4 separate regions of the Zea mays genome follow, and all the other regions are linked to region 4. The links are chromatin contacts, called in public Hi-C maps. All regions are on one chromosome and are shown on one strand. The core of a region is the stretch at or near the end of the contact, and the rest is flanking DNA. Distances in the headings are between cores, read along the strand shown.

What was found. A called contact is a pair of places that touch in the nucleus more often than the background predicts.
Region 1: a contact with region 4 is called in a Hi-C map of ear, with 2.5 times the contacts expected there. The contact joins the promoter of LOC103645024 here to the promoter of LOC100282568 in region 4. A contact is called at or near these places in 3 of 25 Hi-C or Micro-C datasets (ear, endosperm and tassel).
Region 2: a Hi-C map of ear shows a contact between it and region 4, with 4 times the contacts expected there. The contact joins the enhancer-like site here to the promoter of LOC100282568 in region 4. A contact is called at or near these places in 6 of 25 Hi-C or Micro-C datasets (bundle sheath, ear, leaf and 1 more).
Region 3: a contact with region 4 is called in a Hi-C map of leaf, with 3 times the contacts expected there. The contact joins the promoter of LOC100383242 here to the promoter of LOC100282568 in region 4. A contact is called at or near these places in 9 of 25 Hi-C or Micro-C datasets (bundle sheath, ear, endosperm and 2 more) and 1 of 3 datasets of contacts at active chromatin or transcription factors (leaf).

What each region holds. Positions count from the first base shown.
Region 1 is chr1:168,958,552-168,961,251 of Zm-B73-REFERENCE-NAM-5.0, reverse strand. It overlaps LOC103645024, which reads right to left and starts at 1,377. Exons shown (of 2, transcript XM_020546509.1): 1 at 1,347-1,377. The coding sequence starts at 1,376. It also overlaps the pseudogene LOC100272527.
Region 2 is chr1:168,811,118-168,813,817 of Zm-B73-REFERENCE-NAM-5.0, reverse strand. No RefSeq gene overlaps it. Among protein-coding and RNA genes, the nearest start is that of LOC118473086, 11 kb to the left of the region's middle. Within about 2 kb of position 1,402, at least 17 of the 20 cell types and tissues checked have an H3K27ac peak or open chromatin away from gene starts, as enhancers often do. A contact at or near this core is called in bundle sheath, ear, leaf and 1 more, where this site is marked.
Region 3 is chr1:168,836,118-168,838,817 of Zm-B73-REFERENCE-NAM-5.0, reverse strand. LOC100383242 (Pyridoxal phosphate (PLP)-dependent transferase superfamily protein) reads right to left here and starts at 1,435. Exons shown (of 1, transcript NM_001175903.1): 1 at 1-1,435. The coding sequence starts at 1,196.
Region 4 is chr1:168,514,358-168,517,057 of Zm-B73-REFERENCE-NAM-5.0, reverse strand. It overlaps LOC100282568, which reads left to right and starts at 1,410. Exons shown (of 6, transcript NM_001155476.2): 1 at 1,410-1,738; 2 at 2,323-2,433; 3 at 2,589-2,681. The coding sequence starts at 1,666.

The sequences.
Region 1 (2,700 bases), core at 128-2,627, 440 kb before region 4:
GTAACTTTGTTAATTTGATCCAGCATGATGGGAGAGGAAAAGACAAGTGGATTTATGTCTGGGGCAATGACAACTTCAGTTCCACCTGAATTTATAATTTGAACTTTCAATGTGTTCGGCCACCTCCTCCATTTCTCTGGATTTGGAAGTCCAAAGTTTGCAAAAAGCTGAAGGTTTTCATTTGGCTAGTATTCAGGGCAGAATCAACTCAAGGAATTTGCTAAGAAGAAAGGGCTACGATTTACCAAATAATGATCATTGCGGTATGTTATGCGAGATGAACTGCGAATAGACCACTTATCATCTAATATTCGAGCGCCCATTTAGTAGTGAATGCTGGAATTATGTGGGTATACACTGGGAGCATCATTTAGAATTCTTACGGATGATATCTGATGCAAGAGCTACCTATGCAGGACCCTTTTTCTGGAAGTGCTGGCTATCACTGCTTGGGAAATTTGGAGACAACGAAATTCGGCTATCTTCAGAGAATCTGTTCCGTCTTTCAATTCCGGGAGGACCTGAAGCTTCAGATGATCAGATTTAGCGCTGAACTTAAAATGCTTGTCTCATTGTGGCTTTCTTCCCTTTAAGCTCACTATCTCTCTCTTTCTCTTCAGCCCCACCTCTTCTTTTCTTGTGCAGTTTTATCTTATGTTTGTACCTATTCCTTTTTTTTCAATATTACTAAAATCTATAGCTGTGGGGGTTTCCCCTGCAGCCTTTCTTTGTTAATTTATTGTACAAATTTAGTCAACTAATCAAACCTATGATATTTTGGTTTAGGATCATCCAAGAACATCAAGTTTTTTTAGCCCAAGTAGCACACCCTTTCTACTGCCTATTTTTCTCTCTAAGTCTGTAACACTATCCAGCAACAAACCCGCACACGAGCTCTCAACGCACCCACAAGCTTCCATGGCCAAACGATGGAACCTCGAAGAGCCTGGCGGTGGCGGGAGAGTGGATGCTTACAATGCCCCGCGCGAAGTCTCCTGCCATGAGCCTGACGAAACTCGCCCTCTCCCTCACCGTGTGCTCCTGGTAGCAGTGCTCTTGCCACTTCCTGCAGCTCTCGCACCCAAGACGGGGGCCCATCTGCCATGCGACCACGCAACATTTGTCGCAGCTTTTATTATAGGGTTGTTTGGTTTGGTGCCTAAGACGCCACAATGTGCCAAACTTTTCTGCCTAACCTTAGTTCTTCAATTCGAGCGCCTAAGGTTAGGCAGATTGTGGCGCCTTAGGTAGGAAACCAAACATGCCTTACATCTTCCAAAGCTTGTCTGGCTAATGATCTGTTGGGAATCATCGAATGAAGTATGGAGAGGAGAGGGCGTTCTTACCTTGTTCATCCTGCTCCAGTGCTCCTGCATTCTCCGTTCACCTTGATGTTAACGAGGGAGTGCTTTTATGGAGGTGGGAGCAGTTGTTACTAGTTATTACTGTGGGATGGGATTGGACATGACATGCTTGGTGAGAGGCCGATAGACCAACTGTTCATGGACCTTGTCACTGCCGACTGGGGTCAGGCATGGTAGCTGATGCACTATTCTATTTTAGTTTCCATATAGCAATTTAGGGAATAAAACGGAGAAACTAAAAAATTATCTAAAAGAAACAAAACACCTCCTTAATTTCTAAGAGCAATGTTAATAATGTACCTATAGTAGGTTACATGACGTTGACATATCAATGTTAATAATGTACCTATAGTAGATTACATGACGTTGACATATCACATGTAACCAATTAAAATAATAATTATATACTGACCTTTTCATAATACAAGTTGTTGTATATTGAATGCACCTCTTTTTCTCACAAGTATCTTAGGGTCTGTTTGGTAGAGCTCTCACTGATTCTGGTTCTCTATCCGAAGTGATTCTCTGAGAGAAGTGATTCTGTGGCTAAAAGTGATTCTCAAATGAAACCATACGATAAAATCTATGGAAAGTGTAAAAACCCTAGATTGCTTGATGTATTGCATAGAGAAGGGGTTACAATATATAGACTCACATGAACCCCTAACCCTAATGTCAGCAGCCCAACAGTGGTGACGGCACACACAGTCTAACATCCCCCGCAGTCGCAACGGGGCACCACACACGATGAGACTGGAGTAGAGACCGAAGGTAGGAGCCGACGGGTTGAAATCCCCCCACAGTCGCACCGTCGTGATGGAGCAGGGAGCAGGGAGACGCCCATGGTCGCGTCGGTGTCGCCTTTGGGGAGTGGAGCGTGGCCGACGGCCGCCAGGGCTGGCGAGGAGAAGAGCTCGGGGCCGCCATGGCCACACTGGGACCAGATCTGGGGGAGGAAGGGGAGGGCCGACAACTGGGATGGTGTCGCCCTCCGGGAGGGAACTCCTGGGGAGCGACGTTGGAGCAGGGCTGACGGCTGTTGGGGTAGGAGGCTGACGGCTGTGGTGGGTTGGGAGAAAACCTAGGCATGACGGCTGTGGGGGGTTGGAGCAGGGAGGTGGTGGCTGTAGGAGGTGAGAGGAGAAACACTAATCCTTTGATACCATGTAAAAACCCTAGATTGCTTGATGTATTGCATAGAGAAGGGGTTACAATATATAAACTCATATGAAACCCTAACTCTAATGGACCGGCAGCCCAACAGTGGTGTCGGTCCCCACACACATTCTAACAGAATGTCTGACTATGTGGTAGAAATGAATCAGGAGAAACAACT
Region 2 (2,700 bases), core at 153-2,652, 300 kb before region 4:
GCCGCCCACCTGTTGTATCTCTTTTCCTTTACCTCTGGCTCTGGCCAATGGGACAAAGGACCATACAACCACTCTCTGAAACGACACTTACGCCACCCGTATGGCTGCAGGAGAAAAAATTAGTAATTTATTATAAATAAAAACTAGTTCATACATTTAGCGTATCAATGGGCTCACATAATCAATGTTCGGACAACAGAACTGCTTGTCATAGTCTTCGTCGATGACAACACGGTCTCCACAATCGCATCGAGGCGGTGAGTCCATCCGTCTTTCTGTTGCTACCTCCTTCTCCGCATCCGTCATTGGTGGAGGATTCGGGGGAGGAGGTACCCAACGCTTAAAACGCTCATGACTGGTCTTTCCACTCAACCAATTAACGAAAAGAAGATATCGAGGGTCAAATTTATCAGGACCATCGATCCACTGGAAAAAGAAACACCTCTGATGTCCCTAAAATAATGGAAAGAAGCACTATTACATATCTACAAAATAATGAATGCGAACAAAATTAAGTGACAAGTCATAAGCTACGTACGTCCAAAGTGCCACAAAGGTAGTAGCAGCGAGCAGCAGTGTCTAGATGTTGTGATTGATGTACCCAAGACAGTCTGCCACAGTCACAGTTAGGCACGGGGAGTTCAGGAGAAACAGGAGCATCCTTACTAGATACGTCCGGATATAACTCCCGAAGACGACCTCTCTTCTGCCACAACGCCTCTCGGTACATGTCTTTCATCTAATAAACGATTATAATTATCACTTGTACCTATTATGCTTTATAATAAGTTTACACAAACTAATAATCGAAATGATAATGTAATAGGTGTATACAAATTATTAAACTAACAACCCAATATACAAAACGAATCAGTTGGAAATCATACCTTGGTCTACGAAGTGAACCAACTCAAATCTTTGAATCCAGCAAATTTTGACGAAGTTTGGAAATGGGATGAAATGAGCTGCTCTAGGCCAGCCGCGCGGGCGTTTTTATAGGAATTCGTAGCTCGGCGCCAAGATCTGTGGTGCCGAGCTACGAGGCCGCGCCGCCACCACGTCACAGCCAGGTCAGCCCTAGACGCAACTAGCCGTTGCTGCCACGTCATAGCTCGGCGCCATAGGCTGTGGCGCCGAGCTGTGTTAGCTCGGCGCCACAGGCTATGGCGCCGAGCTAAGGGTCCAAAATTGAGTTTAAAATTTTTTTAGGTCTAAACGTGATTTTGAACCTAATAAAGGGCTAAAATACAAAAAATTCGGTCATATCTGTCTGTCAATATGTGATATGTCCAAGGTACTTTCCCGTGCTACAAGGCCGAAACCTGATGAAGACACTGGGCCCAACAGAACCACCAGGCCGGAAATCCAACGACGACAAGGCCCGACCGTTCGCGTGGCGGCATAGGCCGTAGCCCATATTGGCCATAGCTTTATTTTGTGCTAGGGCTAAATCGTCTGTTTAGCCCATCTACAGGTTGGTTTGGTCGTTGAGAGATGAGGACGAGATTGGCCAACGGAGTTGTGGCCGGGCAATACGGTGCACATGAAAAACCCTATGGAGAAAAAAAAAGGAGACCCGTCATGCGAGTCATCCGATCCCTAGTCAATGGGCCATGCTTGGTCTCATCAAAAATAAAAGAAAAAAAATGCTTCTGAAGCATATAATCAATTCACAACTTTCAGTAATTCTAGCGTTTTTTCTTTTGTAGCATGTCTCTCCTAAACCATAAAACCAGTCCGCTCTTGTGAACGGAAAAGAGTAAACATGATTAAAATAGTGATTAGCTCTACTTCCAGAGTTTCCCTTGCGAGTTCTGAATTTCTGAACATACTTTGGGCTCTAGCTACCTACATTTTGTACCCACCACATTGTTGCCGTGGGGTCGATGAGAGTTAATTGATTCCTGACAGTTAAACCTCGTCGGCCAAATACCGCCGGAAATTAGCAGTATGCCAACAACGGTAACAGCTTATTCCCCGTCGGCACTTGGCCGACAGGAATATCCTGAATTCCTGATGGGCTCACGTAGCGACTCACATGGACGTGCAACCTCGACTCGGCATCACGGTGGTATCATATGTAGAGCCTATAATAAAAATTTGATAATGTTTTGACAAAGTTGTCACGCACTATATGTAGAAATTAGCAGTATGCCAACAACGGTAACAGCTTATTCCCCGTCGGACACTCGGCAGAGAAGGATTTGTCGAGTGCCAGATCGCGGGCACTTGACAAAGAACTTTTACTTAGCTTCTCCCGGCACCCATTCTCTCTCGCCCTCATTCACTCGCTCGCGCACTCAGCTCCCTTCCCTCGCTCGCGCAAATGCGCTGCCTCGCCACCGCTCCGTCGCGCCGCTGCCCCACACCTCGCCCGCGCCGACGCGCCCCTCCACGGCCACGCCAAGCCGCCGGCCTCACCCACTGTCGCCACGCCCGCCCACTGCCGGTTGCGCCCTCGCCTGCCGCTGCCCTCGCTCTAGGGGTGGGCGTTCGGGTTACCCAAAAATTTTGGGTCGGGTAATTCGAATATTTAAAATTTCGGGTTTTGAGAATCGATACCCGAAATTACAATGGGTTTTACAATACCCGAAAATTTGGGTACCCAGAATTTCGGGTTCGGGTATTCCCGAACTACCCGAACTGTTGTGTTGGCTTCATAAAAACATATACACCCTATTAAATTAGTATAAAAATATA
Region 3 (2,700 bases), core at 186-2,685, 320 kb before region 4:
AACACCGGAACAATCCTCACCATTCCCGATGCATTACACCCGTTTCTCCCCTGCAGTGTCCCAATTACTGACTTCTTGATCAGAAGGCAACCAAACCCAGTTGGGTCTGCACCAAAGACCCTGTAGAACGAAGTTATAATGAAGTCCGGCCGGAATAGCGAGAGACCCAGTGAATCCATGTCCTTGGGGCCAAGTGCACCAGCATCAAGCATCACATGCCACCCATTCTGCTGCGCCAGCGCCATCCACTGGTAGGAGTACTTGGCACCGGTCACGCGAGACTGCGCCGGGAAGACAAACAGCCCAACCGCGGCATCCCGTCGCCGGCCCTTCTTCTTGCCCACGATCTCCTTCCGCAACTCCGTTGAGCAAAGCTTCAGTGTTGGCCAGCGGAACCATGCAGTGCGCGTCTTGGCACCCTTTGCCCGCGCACTCTGCGCCATCCAATTGACCGACTGGCTCTCATGGTCGAACATGGTGAGCAGCCTCCGGTTGGTCTCGAAGGGGTAGCACTCAGCAAGCAGCCGGAACGCCGACCCACGGCTCACCGTGAACACCAGCGCATACTCGCTGGCTGGCACGTTCAGGTACTCCAAGATGCGCTCTTTGATGTCATTCTCCACGGTGCCGGGCTCAGCGCCGCCATAGAGCGCGTGGTTGCTCAGATTGGCGTTGAGCTCGTGCAATGTGAAGGATGAGGACGAGGAGTCCCAGCCGGAGTCGAAGAGGCCGAAGCCGCAGTAGTCCAGACAGACCCTGCCGGCGCCGGGGGCGTCGAGGTGGGAGTAATGGTCGACGCGGAGGCGGTCGACGTCGGCGGTGGAGGCGTAGTCCGGGTACATGGCGAGGAAGGTGGCGATGGCGTGGGGCAGCAGCGGGAGGTCGGAGAGGGACCGGAACGGGCCGGCGGCGGTGGCGAGGGCCGTGGCGCGGAGGAAGTCCCGCTGCGCGCGCAGGCGTGCCAGGGAGCGGGAGCGCGACACGGCTGCGTCCGCGTCGGCGCCGCCGGCGTCCGGCGGCGGGCAGAGGGAGCCGTCCTCCGACGCCGCGTCCAGCGCGTCCCGCAGCTGCCGGAGGAAGGCGGACGAGTCGTCACGGCGGCCGTTGCTGCCGCCCCCGCCGCCGCGGCGCCGGTGGTTCTTGGCGAGGAGGACGGCGGCGCAGTGGGACAGCGGCTTCCATAGCGACAGATGCATGGGCCTCGGATCGAGACGACGCCGCTCCCGGCTCCCGGGCGGAAAAAACCCGCAGCTACCAAACCCGGTGGCGTGGCGGTCTGGATCAACGGACGGACTGAAGCATGGGGCGGGGAAACCCCTCCCCCCCGAGATTTCCGTGCGCAATGGGGAGAGAGATTTTTGGTGTGTGTTCTTGGACCAGACCAGCTCGCGCAGGGAAACTGCGGCTTCGGGAGGGGAAAAAAACTGGATCTTTGCGGTGGTGGAACACTGGGCGTGGAAATCCGAGGTTTTCGTGGAGGGAACGGGATTCAGAGGTAAGGAAACTGCAGACAGAAATCCGAGCTTTGTGGGGAGGGTTTGAAGCGGCAGGACACAGCCCTCGCCTTTGCGAGCAGAAGGGTGTGAGGGCTTTTGCTTTTGGCAGGATCAAGAACTCAAATTAAAGAAAAGAACACAGCATCATCAAACAAGGGGTGGGGGAGGCAAAACAAAAGCAGGGAAACACAACAAAGAAATTTTTTTTTTGACTCCCCTCCTCTTCTCTTCTCTTTCCGCCCCTCCCCTCCCCAGCAGAGCAGCTGAGCAAGAACCACCAGGGGATAGCGTAAACGAATGAGAATGGGATCGGACAGGAGATGTCTGAAGAACAGTAATAGCTCTCCAAATCTACAGCCACAAACAGGAGAAAGAAGAACAGAGTCCGGCCGGCCCAGCTCGATTCATTCACACAACAAGGTGTGAGGGGGAAGATACGGAGCTCGAGCTCATCATCATCATCAGACGACGCAGATGCAGCACCCAGCCACACACGGACACACACACACACCCTAGCTCGCTCCTCCTCTCCTCTCTCGCACCAAACCCCTTGCAGGCGTTTTCAATGCCCACTAAATGCAGCGCGTCATGATGGTGGTGGAGGAGGAGGAGGTTGCATTCATTGCCCTTGCAAGCTCTGCTAGGCAGCAGGCTCATCCACCAGCTCTTTTTTTTTATTTGCTCCCTCTTGCTCTGGACTGGAGTAGTAGTAATAAAGTAGTGTAGTACTAACTACGGTGACAGTCACTATTTTAGGGGCAGCTGTTGCTTTGTTTAATTGTACCATCTCCACCGAGTAAAAACAAAGCGTTTGGTTTGGTAGCATTATTATTTCCACACCCCGGAGGGTCCCACCGTACAGTGTAGAGTGGGCTGGCCCTGGCCGTAAATAAATAAATTAATAAATTCAAGCAGCTGCGTTGCGATTTGCATCCAAACAAGTGCCTGTGCCATTGACTTTTCCTCCCTCCCTTCCCTTCCCTTCCCTCATTGAAAAACGCAGTGTCATTGGTCTTCAGTTTTTTTTTTACTTTTTGTCCAAGGGGTTAAAGGCTTAAAGAGCAGCAGAAGTGCATGCCACCACAATGATCGTCTCCTTGACCAATCCGTGCAAGCTAGCTGCCTTTGGCCCTTTCCGCCTTGTTTCATGCTGCTTTTTCTTGCTCTCCATGATGGTTTGTTATAATGATAATAATCATAATAA
Region 4 (2,700 bases), core at 161-2,660:
GCTTTTAAAGAATCATACAAGGTAAACCTTAAATTTATCATATAATTTCTCAAATGATAGATATAAAATTCAGATAAATATATGAATATTTTCACCTTTTTAGTTACGGAGCAAATGTCTAGAACAATTTATACAAAAATTAATTCTTATTTAAAATGATGTTCCTGATAACATAAGAAAAAATAGCATAAAATTTATATATATCTATTTTAAAATATAAAATTTGTTCTGATAATTCGGATACCCATTTTCATCTCTAGTCGGAACTAATGTTTAGGGGGTATTGTTTTAGTCTAACGGTCTCTTTTACTGATTTTATATTTGGTGAACCATCTGTACAACACTCGATGTTGTTCAATCGAATATTGGCATGTAGTTCCTATCATTTCAGGCTAACAATCTCTTTAGTTGACTTTATATTCTCTACTTTTTTTTTCTTTTTTCTAATGTAAAGGAAGATTTAGAAATTGGCATGCAGTTTCTCCAAGCAAAATAGTGCCATGTTTATGCAGACTTTTAGCTATCCAGTCCAGAACTCCAGATCCTAGATACAATTTGGATGCCATGCTATCTATCTTAATCCACGTGTATCCAGGTGAAAAATTAAATAAATTTTCACTCGTATTCACCTTAACACATAAGGTCTTGTTCGGTTATTTCTATACCATATGTATTGGATGAGATTGAAAAATTTTAGTAGAGCTTTTGACCTATTATGGATTTAAACACTCTAACAAAGCCTAAATTGATGTGAATACGAATGTATCCGAATGTACACCCGAATGTCCAATTCTGCTACGTCACATAGTGCCTATTTGGTTCGGCTTTTTTCTGACCAGCTTTTCTGAAAATCTGGCTGTGGAGAGAATCTGGCTGTGGGAAGAATCTGAGCATCATTACGATTACATGTGGAGGAAGATAAAGTTGTTCATAGGGCTCAGGATTTAGAAAGTGACGGATTCCTACTATTACAACGACTCAACCGATTATGTGTTTAGGTTGATTTTTGATGGTTTTTGCCCCAACGAATTTTATAGAAGCTGGTTAAAAAGCTAAGCGTTTGGCAGTCCGTAACAGCTTTTGGTGGCCAGAAGCTGCCAGAAGCCGAAACAAACAGCCACATAATGGCAGCAGCAGTGCAGCATGAGACGAGCTGCCTGCTGAGAGGGTCCGGACCCCACATGACATCCAACCAACAAATTCCACGCGCGCGTCTCGTCTCGTATCGTCGATCCAGCTCCGACCGGTTTGGGTACCTTCGCAGTCGCAGCTACAGGAGGCACGAACCGCGCCGCCCCCTTGCCCAACTCCACGCCGCGTGGGACCCACACGAAGCAAGCCTACACAAAAGCAAATGTTCCGATTCCCTCTTTCCCTCAGGCGTGGAACTGGGTCCGTGGGCCCGAAGAGCCTGCTCGGTCCCTGGTGTCAGCGACGGAGACGTCTCCCGGGCTCGGTTATACACGGCCCGGCGGCCCGCGGGAAGGCCCAGATTAAAATAAAAAGAGCAGCGGAGCGGAGCATGCTCTTCATTCCTTCACTGCCAGTCTTGCATCCCGTCCCCGTCCGCGCCGGCCGACGCCGCCTTTTCGTCCCCGCGTCAGCGTCGCGGCTCCACTGAGCGTGCGTGTCACCGGCGGGAGGCAAGGGCAGGCGGTGGTGGCGATGGCGTCCGCTGACGCGCGCTTGGCGGGGATCGCCTCCTCCATCCGCGTCATCCCCGACTTCCCCAAGCCAGGTGCGTTGGTCCACCCCCCCTCCGTACCCTACCTTACCCCCCCCCCCCCCTTCTCTCTCTCTCTCTCTCTCTCTCTCTCTCTCTCTCTGTGTGTGTGTGTGTGTGTGTGTTCCTGGATCGCTCGCGTGGGTGGATGGGTTGCTGCGGTGCTGCCTTGCTGGATGAGCGCTGAGTCGATTCGATCCGTCAGCTTCGTATCGGGGGAACTCGGAGTTCGCGTTAACTGTACACTGCACAAAGCCACAAACTCGCGTCGCTCACTTCTTATATTACTGAGACTATATAGGAGTGTACAGTAGCGCTTTTCTTGGGATTTAATGACTAAATAAACTGCATAACTCCGTCACTGCGTACATTACTAGTGAAAAAACTATAGGAATAGACCAGCACTTCTTCTTGGTGTTTTCTTTGCCTTCGCGTGCTGCTCTACTCACACCTCGATGCTTGCACACTGGGGTCGATTTAGTTACCACAGCTCGGTCTTGTAAAGCAACAATCTAGATTTCTATGTGTGGGACTGGAAGTAATCACGGTGCCTATCCGTTCTAATTGGTTAGTCGCTGCACCTTACTGTTTCTGTGCAGGGATCATGTTCCAGGACATCACGACGTTGCTGCTCGATCCCAAGGCGTTCCGTGACACCATCGACCTCTTTGTCGAGCGGTACAAGGACCAAGGGATCACCGTGGTTGCTGGTAATGTATAGCTACGCAGTCATTCCTTCCTTTCTGGACACTGACTATTCGAGGTTCCAGTACAAAAACTTTAACCGTAAGCAATGAAATGGGTAACCTCATATGTTCCGTGCTCCTCATTTTCTCGTATCTGGACTGGTGCCATGTTAAAACAGGTGTTGAAGCTAGAGGGTTCATTTTTGGTCCTCCTATCGCTTTAGCCATTGGCGCAAAATTTGTGCCTTTGAGGAAGCCGAAGAAGTTGCCAGGTCTGCATTCCGTCATCAA